3 separate regions of the Zea mays genome follow, and all the other regions are linked to region 3. A link is a contact called in public Hi-C data. All regions are on one chromosome and are shown on one strand. The core of a region is the stretch at or near the end of the contact, and the rest is flanking DNA. Distances in the headings are between cores, read along the strand shown.

Region 1 (3,571 bases), core at 81-2,580, 450 kb before region 3:
ACCGTCCGGATGCCGCTTGTCCCGGATGAGGCGCATGACGCCGACCAAGAGGCTGAGGCTCGCCACCGTCTCCGGCCGGAAACCCCTCTCGACCATGAGGATGCGGATGAGGCGGACACAGTTGATCTTGGTGTCCGCGGCGCCCTCGTTGAGCATGTCGACCACGAGCGACACCTTCGCCGGCTGCATGAGCGCGGCCTTGGTGTCAGCGTCAAGCAGCACCCCGCTGACGAGTATCGCGACGGCCTCGGCCCCCACGGCGTGGGACGTGAAGGGTCCGAGCAGCGACGTGAGCAGGGCCACGCCGCCGGCCTCGGCGATGGCCTTGGTGACGGACTGGTGGGCGGCGGCGAGGGTGCGCAGCTCCCGCAGCGCCGCGACGCGGGCCTGGCCCTTGAGGGGCTGCCGCCTGGGCACCGCCGTGCCGCGGAGGCTGCCGACGAGGTCGGCGGCGCGGCCGTGGAAGTCGGCGGAGCGCTTCTTAAACCTCGTGTACCGGCGGGAGAACCAGGCGGCGATGAGCTGCCGGAGGGTGGCGTTTGGGGTGAGCGCGTCGTCCCAGAGCTCCTGCATCGTGGTCGGGCAGGTCCGGTGGCCCAGGGCTAGCCACCGCGAGATGTTGGCCCGCTCGTACGTCTGCCCCGTGCAGAGCGTCACCGGATCCACCATGGGCTCGAGCGAGATCGGGCAGATGAAGACCGCCGGCACCGCCTCGTCCCCGCCGCCGCCGCCGCCGTCCCCGGCCGCCGCGTCCAGCTCGTCCATCATCCTGCGCAGCTCCACGGGCTGCTTGCCATCGTCCCCCGCCGCCGCACCCACGGGCTCCAGCGCGCCCCCGAGGATGCCATCCTTGAGCGCGGTGTCGATATCGAGCTCCTGCCCGCCGCAGGGCAGCTCCTGGTACTGTGGCATTGTGGCGGCGCAGTGACGACTCCCCTCCCCTCCCCTCCCGCCCCGCGCACACCACCACCACCACCACCACGACGGACGGCGAGGCCCTTCTAGCAGCTAGCGCGCAGGCCCCGGAGGCGACGGAATGATGGGGCGAATCATGGGGTGGCTTATCGCCATCATCGTCAGCACCGTCCTCCTTTCTTGCACTCTTTCTTGACCAAGTTGCTTTTCTTGGAATCGCGGGGTTGCTCCGCGACAGCAGCTAGCTACGGGGAGTGAAAAGGCGGACGAGCGAACAGGGCGGCGGAGGTGGGAGCTCTCGGGTTTGGATCGGGAGTGGATGGCGGCGAGTGATGCAGGACAGAGATATGGGGGAAGATCTGATGGGGGGTAAAGGAAGGGGAAAACCCAGGGGGGGAGTGGAGGGGGGATGGGGAAGACCCAGGGGGAGTGGGAAACTGGGAGAATTTGAGATCCAAGTCCAAAGCTATAGTGGGTGGTGTGGAGAGAAGACGAGAGAGAGCGAGAATATCTAGATTGGAGTATTTTGTGTCGCCATTTTTCTTTTTCTTTTTTGTGTGTTCGAGGGCAGAGGAAGTGAGTGTGAGAGAATTGGACGGATATGTGGCCGTGGGGACCGGTCCCTTGCTTTGCTGACTCACTGACACTTCGCGTGTGGATGGGCCTCCCTGCACACCCTCTGTCACCTCCATTGGGTTTTCATTGCTTTTCCTTCATATATTATTTGTTTTTTTAATACAAAAAAAACTCTTTTTTTTTGCTGATTCTATGGATGGACAGAAGCGGGAAATTGGTCTATGCCAGAACCCAGAAGCGAAGACCAGGAAAAGCGATGGAGCACAATAATAACAATATATTATATATGTAGGCGTACCACATGCAGTAGAATCTTGCAGAAAATGGCGGCATGTATTTCTTTGTTTCTGCGTGATGGCATTCTTTACCCTGATGTGACCTCTGCTTCCATGGTTCCATTCCGAAGAAACGGGTGCCGCGTTTTCCCTTTTTTGTCGATTGAGTTCTTCCTTTTTATTTTTCAACAAGGGCGAAGGTGAACAAGGAGGCCGAGACGGAAGCAAGAGTGCAAGACCAGAAGGTCAGAAGAGCGTGCGCACTGTGTACTACGACGGGCGTGGCGCGCACTGCGTAGTCCTCTTCCTCTCTGCAGTCGGCACGCGGGCAGCACGTGCGTGCACTGGCTGATATCACCCCGGTCACCGTGACCGCGTTGGCAGAGCCGCAGAGGTACTGGTGACCCCCCCACCCCCGTGGCCCGCGACCACCACGTTTGGTACGCTACGCTTTGCATCGGACGGGGCGTGCTCAGTCTGTTGGTCATTTTGCCTTTCGAAGGCAGCCCAGTGCAGAGCGATTTGAAACCTAACAACAACGACGCCTGGCTGCTGCGGATTCACCCGTATCTCGCTTTCAGTGGTCTCTACTGCGCCGCGCTTGTTCTGACAGTCAGCGTTAAGCCTGCCTGACGGAACCCGGGAGGACGGACGGGTAGCCCAGGAAGGAAGAGCATTCCCCTCCCCAACTCTTGAGAAGAGAAAAGAATCAAACATGGCGAGACACCACACGTGCAGTGGGCACCAGGTTGGGGGGAGCCTCTTTCTTTAATCACGTGGATCTGCTACGACCATGACCGAGACGAGACCGTGACCGGTGCAAAGATTTTGGTTGCCTACCTCAATTGCCACAATTTGCCTAACTTTTCTGCCTAAGGTTAGTTATTCAATTCGAACGACTAACCTTAGGCAAAGTGTGGCACATTTAACCACAAACCAAACATGCTCTTAGTATATCATGCGAGAGAGAGAGAGAGAGAGAGAAAAAACAAGCAAAAAAGGCGTCCGAAAACATAAAGGCAAAAGAAGCGCGGACGCGGACGCTACTGGGCAAGGAAAGCCAAGCTGTCTGAGCATTCAAATTGCGTTCGTTTCCCGTCCCGGCCCCGGGCCCCCCGCCAGTACTGACTGGCAGGAATTTAAACCTGGCTGGACGGTGATCTCATCGCTACCCAGCCGTAGAGGGTACTTGACGTATACTCCTAGTACTACGTACGCGCGCACAGGCGTGCGGACGCCGCAAGTCAAACGCGCGCGGGCTTGCCGCCGCAAGCTTGCGTTGCGACTTGCGAGTGGTGGACGCGACGCGACGCGACGCAACGCAACGCAACGACGAGCGCACACGCAGACGCGTCGTCGGCTTCCCGCACTAGTCAAATCCGTCGGATCCAGCGCGATGCGTGCTCACGCGGTCGCGCCCACTCCACTGATGCCGCAGCAGCACAGGGACAGGGAATAGTGTACAGTACCGGCTGGCCGGTGTTGTCGTTCCTTTGCTTTTGCGTGCTCCGAAGCACGGGCAGCGGTGGCGCGGGAGGTGCGCGAGGCCCGGCATTGACTCACTGGCCCAGCAAAGCAACGCCGTGCGGCTGTGCGAGAGCACAGGAGCGCGACGTACTACTACGTCGCAGTACGTCCGTGCAGTCCTCCCGACATGGGGCGCTCGCTCGCTCGCGTGACGGCCGCCTGTCGCCAGCTCGCCGTGCCATGGATGCTGGACGCTCCCACGCTCGGCGTCGCGGGCCTCGCCTCTGTGCCGGCTGCGCGCGCTGTCATGCCATGGCATGGGCGCCAGGCTCCTGCCG
Region 2 (3,509 bases), core at 836-3,335, 260 kb after region 3:
AGCAAGTGTTTGTGGCCGGAGACGAGAATGACATGGACCTCCTGAGCTGCTTCGGATTGGCTGGTTCCTCCTTATTCCGCTTTTGACCACGGCTTCTGGATCTTGACAACCTTGTGCTGCAGGAACCAGAACTTTCGTTGCCCACATCTGCCACCAGTGTCTTTTTATGCGTAGTCCCGCTATCACTGCCCGGTGTCCCGTTTTCGTCGCCAGCATTTGCAGCGGAGGACCCAAAGAAAAAGAATCTTCTCATATTTCAGGAATTAGAAGTACGGAAGATTCACCAGAAATTGGATCCCTGCATGGATCGGGTCTTGGTAAGCAAAGCATTAACTATATGAAATATTATGTAGCAAGCTGTACTGTACATCTGAAGTAACAAGACAACAAGTGCTTTCTTTACGAATTAGCCGAGAACTAACAAAAATATTAACAAGAGACTTGGGAAACAAAATCATCCCAGAAAATGAAAATCTACAAGGATTTTTTTTGTAAAGATCGCAAGGAAATGTTCAGTAATTTCCACATAACATTGGAAATAACTAGCTGTCATCTCCCAACTGAAGTTGCACATGTCCTCCACGCCAGCATCTCACTACCTCGAGTAGGAAATCAATCGAACATGTTACACGCACAGCCACCGGCACCAAGTAAAAGCGAACAGTACTTGTTTGGTCCTCGATCGTAGGGCACCGAACCGAACCGCGCAAAATTCAATCAGAAGGGCAACTGAACCAAAAAATCGAAACAGAACCAGACATTCGCCTAGCGAGCCGTGTCCCGTCGATCCTCGATCCCAGAACCACCGGCGATTCAAGGACGCCCCACCGATCCTCGACCCAGCGCACCAATTCAGCCAAAACCCGACGCGGAATCCAGAACCACCCGCACCGACTACACCCGGAACTAAAACCCAACGAGAACCTGGAGCCCGAAGGCCATTGCGGCGGAGTAGAGAAGAAGCAGGAGGCAAACCTGCGGGAATCCCAAGCGTGGCGAGGTGAGGCGAAGTCGGGCTGCGGTGTGGTGTGGTATGGAATATGGATGTGAGGGCAAAGTAACGGTCGGGCGGGGGGTTTTGATTAGCGCCTGCTAATTGCGATTAACAGCTGGCTTTCCTTTTTCGCAGCGGTAAGAAAAAGATACGGGTTTTGAATTGGGGAGCGGCGAGGGGGAGCGGGTTGGTAGGTAGGAATGGAGGACGGCATTTTTTATTTTTATATTTTAAATATTTTTTTTGCAAAAAATAGTACGTGGCGGCGCCAGGGGGGCTGGCACAAAAATGAATGATGACAAGGACTAAAATATAAATACGTGGCGGCGTCAAATGGTTGTCCCAGGATAAAACCATTTGGTGTCAGACCCTGGAGCGCTACATGTTCGTTCACTGGTTCCATCCTCTTACAGCTAGCATCAGACGTGGAAAACCCAATCACACAAATATTGTTACTTGCAATCGTCAGTGGGTGGCCTCAAATTGACATGCCCTTGTATTGTCCATGACACTCTGAGTGCTGTTGCTCTTCAAAATGGGCGTGGCACCTTCTAAGCTTGAAGATAACAAGGTCCTTGTGTTGTGCTGCCGGGAGAGGAAGCGTCTAGCGTCTTGTTAGAGAAGCACTAGATGGAAGATGTGCACTTGCAGCTTCTCACTGTGCTTATATTCTGTCTTTGAGAGAAATAGGTTCTCTTCTAAGGAAATGTTTTGGAGAGTCAATAACAAATGCGTCACCATCTATTTTGTACGTCAATCATATGATGAGTGCAGGGAGGAACTCGGTGAAAACTACTGAGGAAGTGTTAGTTCCTGCTCAATCTTCATCTCCAGGTGCTAGAGAGGGCAGTCAGGACATTGAAAATGCTGATGGCGTTAGGGCCACTTAGGCATCTTCGAGAAATGGGGATTTTTTTTTCAGAGTCAGAAGATGATTTCGACCATCCATCCACTGAAACTCTGGTGCAGGTGTTCAAGAACCAGAATGATGTGCTTGTTGCTAGTACTGACTCAGACCAATTCTCGCAATGGCAACAGCGAAAATGAGATGGCAATGACTGGCAGATCTTCACTGGATGTTCTTCTTGTGGATGGGGAATTGAAGAAACCTTACAATGATGTGAGTAATGTGGCAAGAGATATAAATTCATGCATGAAAAATGTTGAGATATCTATTCTTTCGGGCATGTGATTCTGGAAAAGAAGTCCCATTTGTTCTTGAGGAAGATTAAGTCCAGTTCCGTCCTGTACTACCTGAAGAAATAGGTTAGACAGCAACCAAATAACTTCTGTCCACGACCATTTTTCCTAGTTTCTCTTACAATTCGACATAATATTAAAATAGAAAATGATTTCCTGCAGCACATGGATCAAAGACATCAAGTTCTCTGGCAGCATTGTTTGCTTGCCGCTACGAGGACACCACTGTTCCTGAATGTGAGTTAATTTTGTATGATTGCCTCTTTTTCTTTTTACTCCTTTGGCGCAGTGCTTGCTGTATCTGTGTTACAAATACAATTACAAGGCTTCTTGTTGTGAGTAACCATAATGTGATATACTCAGATAAATTGTTTGAATTTGTCGTACTATAGGTTGCATTCCTCAACGATGGCACCGGGCACCAGCTGCCCCTGTTCGACGTCGCCGGGTACCGGAGCCCTAGCGGCGCAAGGGGAGACGTCTGCTTCTTCCGGTACGGCCTCAAGGCACCTGGGCCAACGACGACAACGGCATAGGCTACCGCAGGTGCTCGTCGATCAGCGAGCTCTACCTTGGCGACACTAACCGAAAACGATCAGCGAGCTTTGCCTCTGCTACACCAGCGGCTACTGCAAGAACGTTAGCGCCTGCAGGTTCGTGCGTGGCGTGACGACCGACAGGCTCCCTGACGACGCTAGCGCCAAGATGGACCCCGCCTCCGTGGAGCAGTACCAAGACATCCTGCTTCGCTTCAACAAGCCCCAGCGCCTTGACGCCAGTCGCCACCGCCCGCAGCCAAACAGCAAAATTATAATTCCCAATTCTAGACTTCAATATCTACGTCCAAACAGAATGCTAGGGATTTACTTAGCTTCTTCTTTTTTTTTCTTTTTTTGGCCTCGCATCAACACCGAGTACAACTCACATTGGACACCACTGTAGAACATCCACGCTTGAAGCCATAAAAAGGAAACGAGAAATAACTCTGGTACGAAAAGAAAAAAACTGTCTAGAGTGGAGCTAGGCACCGAGAGCCATGGGTAAGGGTAATAATGGATCGTGATCCAAATACTTCTTTACAATTCGTTAGAACCCTAAATTATTTCTAGTTTAAAAATGAATAGAAATACAGTTTTGTCCTAATCCGATCCTTAAATTTTATACCGTAAAATATAGAACCCATTGTCACCCTTGTGCCCGCCCCACCACTGACATCGACTCGCGTTACGTATAGACTCTTGGGTATATGTAGATTGCCTTAACTTTCTTTCCCCAGTTATGAATATTGTCTTCTATGGAAGGCTCCGTGAAGTCA
Region 3 (3,426 bases), core at 58-2,557:
GGAAGACCTCATCTCGAGCCCTAAAGACCTCTTGTGCTCTTTGAGTCTCTGGTGCTCGTCGGAACGACCAAGACCCACCACTTCAGGGCTCTCTAGATTTTGAGACACTCCCATTCTTTTAGGACTCTGTGTTACCCTAGGTAGGGCTAGGTATTCGGTTTAAACCGAAAGTTTGGTTCGGTTTTCTTTGGTCTTGTAAACTCTAGTTTTCAAAAACTCCAGACCAATCGGTGTGTCGCGGGAAAAAAACCGAGCAGTTCGGTGTAAACCAAAATCCCGAACATCTGATCGGTCACATATTATGTTCTATATAGGCTAGCAACAAATGGGCACCAATAGATCACAATAATATCAGTACTCAAAGTTCTACTTCTACTTCTAGCAGTCCAACATAAGTACATCACGATTCATAGCTTGGCATAGTTACTGAGTTCAAACATTACATCACATCAATATCCATAGTTGATCAACAAAGAACTAGGTTCACTTTCGTTTTGGGTAATTCGATTCGATTCTATAGTAAAACTGAAGCCGGCACCATAATACCGAAGTTCACATTAAATGTGATGTACGACATTGCGATCAAGGAAGTATACTATTGTCATGACATAAGCGATATTCATACTTGAATAGTTCATTACATGCCATCATTCCCTACAGCCATGCTTGAGAATATCAACGTACAAGCAAGTATTATATGGTACCGAATGCTACATCGATTACCAACTACATCATATCCAATAATGTGGACTTTGATTCTTGCCACTACAACAAGAGATGCCTACAACATATCAGCCACTACAACAAGACTTGATCAAAACTGTCACGTTTAGGGCGTGCGTCCGTGTACGACTTGATGTTTATAACAAGATAGGGGTAATTGAAAAGCGAGAAGTAGAAGGTCATGACGCTAAGTTGATACCTGAGTTTATAATCTTTTTCTTCTATGTGTTTTTTTATGTTTATCCTTATTTTTCCATTAGGTTGTAAGGAGTTTTTTTTATCATATTAATTTGGTTTTTTCCATATAGTTTTTAATAAATTATAATTATATGTGATAGATGAATAATGAAATCTACAAAAAAAATGATCAAGAAAGAATGTTAAAAATTATTTTAATGGTCAGTTGTGGACAATCCCAAAAGAAAAAAAAAGGTGCACTAGAATTATTGCATCCCTTGTTGTTTCTCGTCCTCTAGTTCTAACAGGGGACAAGCGACAAAGCGCACACTGCGGGAGTGGGGCAGCAGAGTGTAGCAGATGATAAGCCACGGGCAAAGCCGCAAAGGCAGGGCGCGGGCGGAGATGCAACCGCACACCCGCCACCGAACTCCACCCGTCTCTCACTCCCGCCCATTGTATAAAGACGCTCCTTCTCGTGGCAGTGTTTTGCCTCCCCTCTTCACCCAACTCTGTCTCCGAGTCCAACAAGCCAATGGCTGTCGTCCGCCAGCGCCGCCAGCTGCCGCACCTTACCCTCCCGCTCGACCACTTCGTCCTGCGCTTGCCGCCGCAGCCTCAGCCCACCGCCGCGCCGTCCACCTCCACGTCCGACGCCCGCCTCTCGGACTACGAAAGGCTCTCCGTTCTCGGCCACGGCAACGGCGGCACCGTCTACAAGGCGCGGCACCGCCGGTCCTCGCAGCCGCTCGCACTCAAGATCTTCGCGGACGGGGACGCCTCCGCGGCGCGCGAGGCCGAGATCCTCATGCTCGCCGCGGACGCGCCCCACGTCGTGCGCCTCCACACGGTGATCCCGTCGGCCGCCGCCGGGGAGGCGCCCGCGGCTCTGGCGCTGGAGCTCATGCCCGGGGGCTCCCTCGCGGGCCTGCTTCGCCGGCTGGGCCGGCCGATGGGGGAGCGCCCCATCGCCGCCGTGGCGCGGCAGGCGCTCCTCGGGCTCGCGGCGCTCCACGCGCTCCGCGTCGTGCACCGCGACCTCAAGCCGTCGAACCTGCTCGTCGGCGCCGACGGCGAGGTGAAGATCGCCGACTTCGGCGCGGGCAAGGTGCTGCGGCGGCGGCTGGACCCCTGCGCGTCGTACGTCGGCACGGCGGCGTACATGTCCCCCGAGCGGTTCGACCCGGAGGCGTACTCGGGAGACTACGACCCCTACGCCGCCGACGTGTGGAGCCTCGGGGTGGTCATCCTGGAGCTGTGCCTGGGCCACTTCCCTCTCCTGCCCGAGGGCCAGCGCCCGGACTGGGCCGCGCTCATGTGCGCCATATGCTTCGGCGAGGCGCCGGAGCCGCCTGCCGCTGCGTCGGACGAGTTCCGGGACTTCGTGGCGCGGTGCCTCGAGAAGAAGGCCTGGCGGCGCGCGTCGGTGACTGAGCTGCTGGAGCACCCGTTCCTCGCCGAGCCGGACGCCGCCGGCGCACAGCACGCGCTCGCTGCGCTCGTCGCAGAGGCGGAGCAGCGCGGCCAATAATAGACAAGACACACTACTAGGAGATTTATTAGGACGAGCTGGGGTGTGCATAAATTACAGCAAGTGTGTAGCTTCTCTTTTTGTTCCTTTTATCCCTCATTCGTTCGTTCATTGAGTTCATCAAGCAAATATCAAATCTCAAGAGGTAACCAGTTCATGAAATCCAAAATTCCCTCAACGACGCTGCTTGCTGTCTGGATTGCTGTGTTCATCAAGCAAATATCAAGTCATTTCATTTGAAGTGATGCTGGCATGAACAAACCTAATCGAAATCTGAGGGGACGCTATCCCTAAAACCCTAGGTCGTTAATGGACAGAATTTTGTTGAGTGGAAAGACTAGCTGTGTTCTAATACCTGTAAAAGTGTTACTAATTAACCTTAATGATCAACAACAACCATCATTCCGGCTTCATCGTGTACAAGATCTACTTCGAGACTATCGAGACGGCTGGGCCACAACAAATCCGTCAGCAGTGGCTAATAACACTGCTAACAAAACGTGAAGAATAGCGATGGGGGTAGTGAGTAGTGATTTGGAAAGAGGCAATCATACAGGTACAACCAAAAAGTGTAATAACCAAAAGGCCGTGCCGACACTTATTAGTTCTAACGACCTATCATGATCAAGGACAGCAGCAGGAACAGCCGTAGGTTGACATTAGATTTGATGTCCTTACTCCATCTGGTAGAAGCGTGCATTGCAAACGAAAACGCTATGCTTGCGCAGCAGATACGGTCACAGCATCAGTTTGATCTCTGTCTGAAGTTCTGAGTCAGATCTGTGATTAAGGTCTTTCTTTTCTTCTATGCAATCCCCACCATTCTGCTTTGAAGCAGCAGCATATAAACCCCGGCCGGCTCAAAGCTCCTCCACCTCCGGTCACGCTCTGCGCTGTACTTGTCGTGACGTGACATGACACGTCCACAAGCCGCAAAGGCGTACACACGGCATCCTCACTGCAGACTGAAGGAAGAAGCCCACCGTGGGCGTGGG

What was found. A called contact is a pair of places that touch in the nucleus more often than the background predicts.
Region 1: a contact with region 3 is called in a Hi-C map of endosperm, with 2.0 times the contacts expected there. The contact joins the promoter of LOC100383857 here to the promoter of LOC107326007 in region 3. A contact is called at or near these places in 2 of 25 Hi-C or Micro-C datasets (ear and endosperm).
Region 2: a contact with region 3 is called in a Hi-C map of endosperm, with 2.2 times the contacts expected there. The contact joins the promoter of LOC103639418 here to the promoter of LOC107326007 in region 3. A contact is called at or near these places in 6 of 25 Hi-C or Micro-C datasets (bundle sheath, ear, endosperm and 3 more).

The regions. Positions count from the first base shown.
Region 1 is chr9:151,279,961-151,283,531 of Zm-B73-REFERENCE-NAM-5.0, forward strand. It overlaps LOC100383857 (U-box domain-containing protein 31), which reads right to left and starts at 1,331. Exons shown (of 1, transcript NM_001176487.1): 1 at 1-1,331. The coding sequence starts at 912.
Region 2 is chr9:151,984,895-151,988,403 of Zm-B73-REFERENCE-NAM-5.0, forward strand. LOC103639418 (myosin-11) reads right to left here and starts at 2,086. Exons shown (of 6, transcript XM_008662164.4): 1 at 976-2,086; 2 at 1-298. The coding sequence starts at 253.
Region 3 is chr9:151,728,009-151,731,434 of Zm-B73-REFERENCE-NAM-5.0, forward strand. It overlaps LOC107326007 (Putative MAP kinase family protein), which reads left to right and starts at 1,308. Exons shown (of 1, transcript NM_001320995.1): 1 at 1,308-2,590. The coding sequence starts at 1,436. The coding sequence ends at 2,431.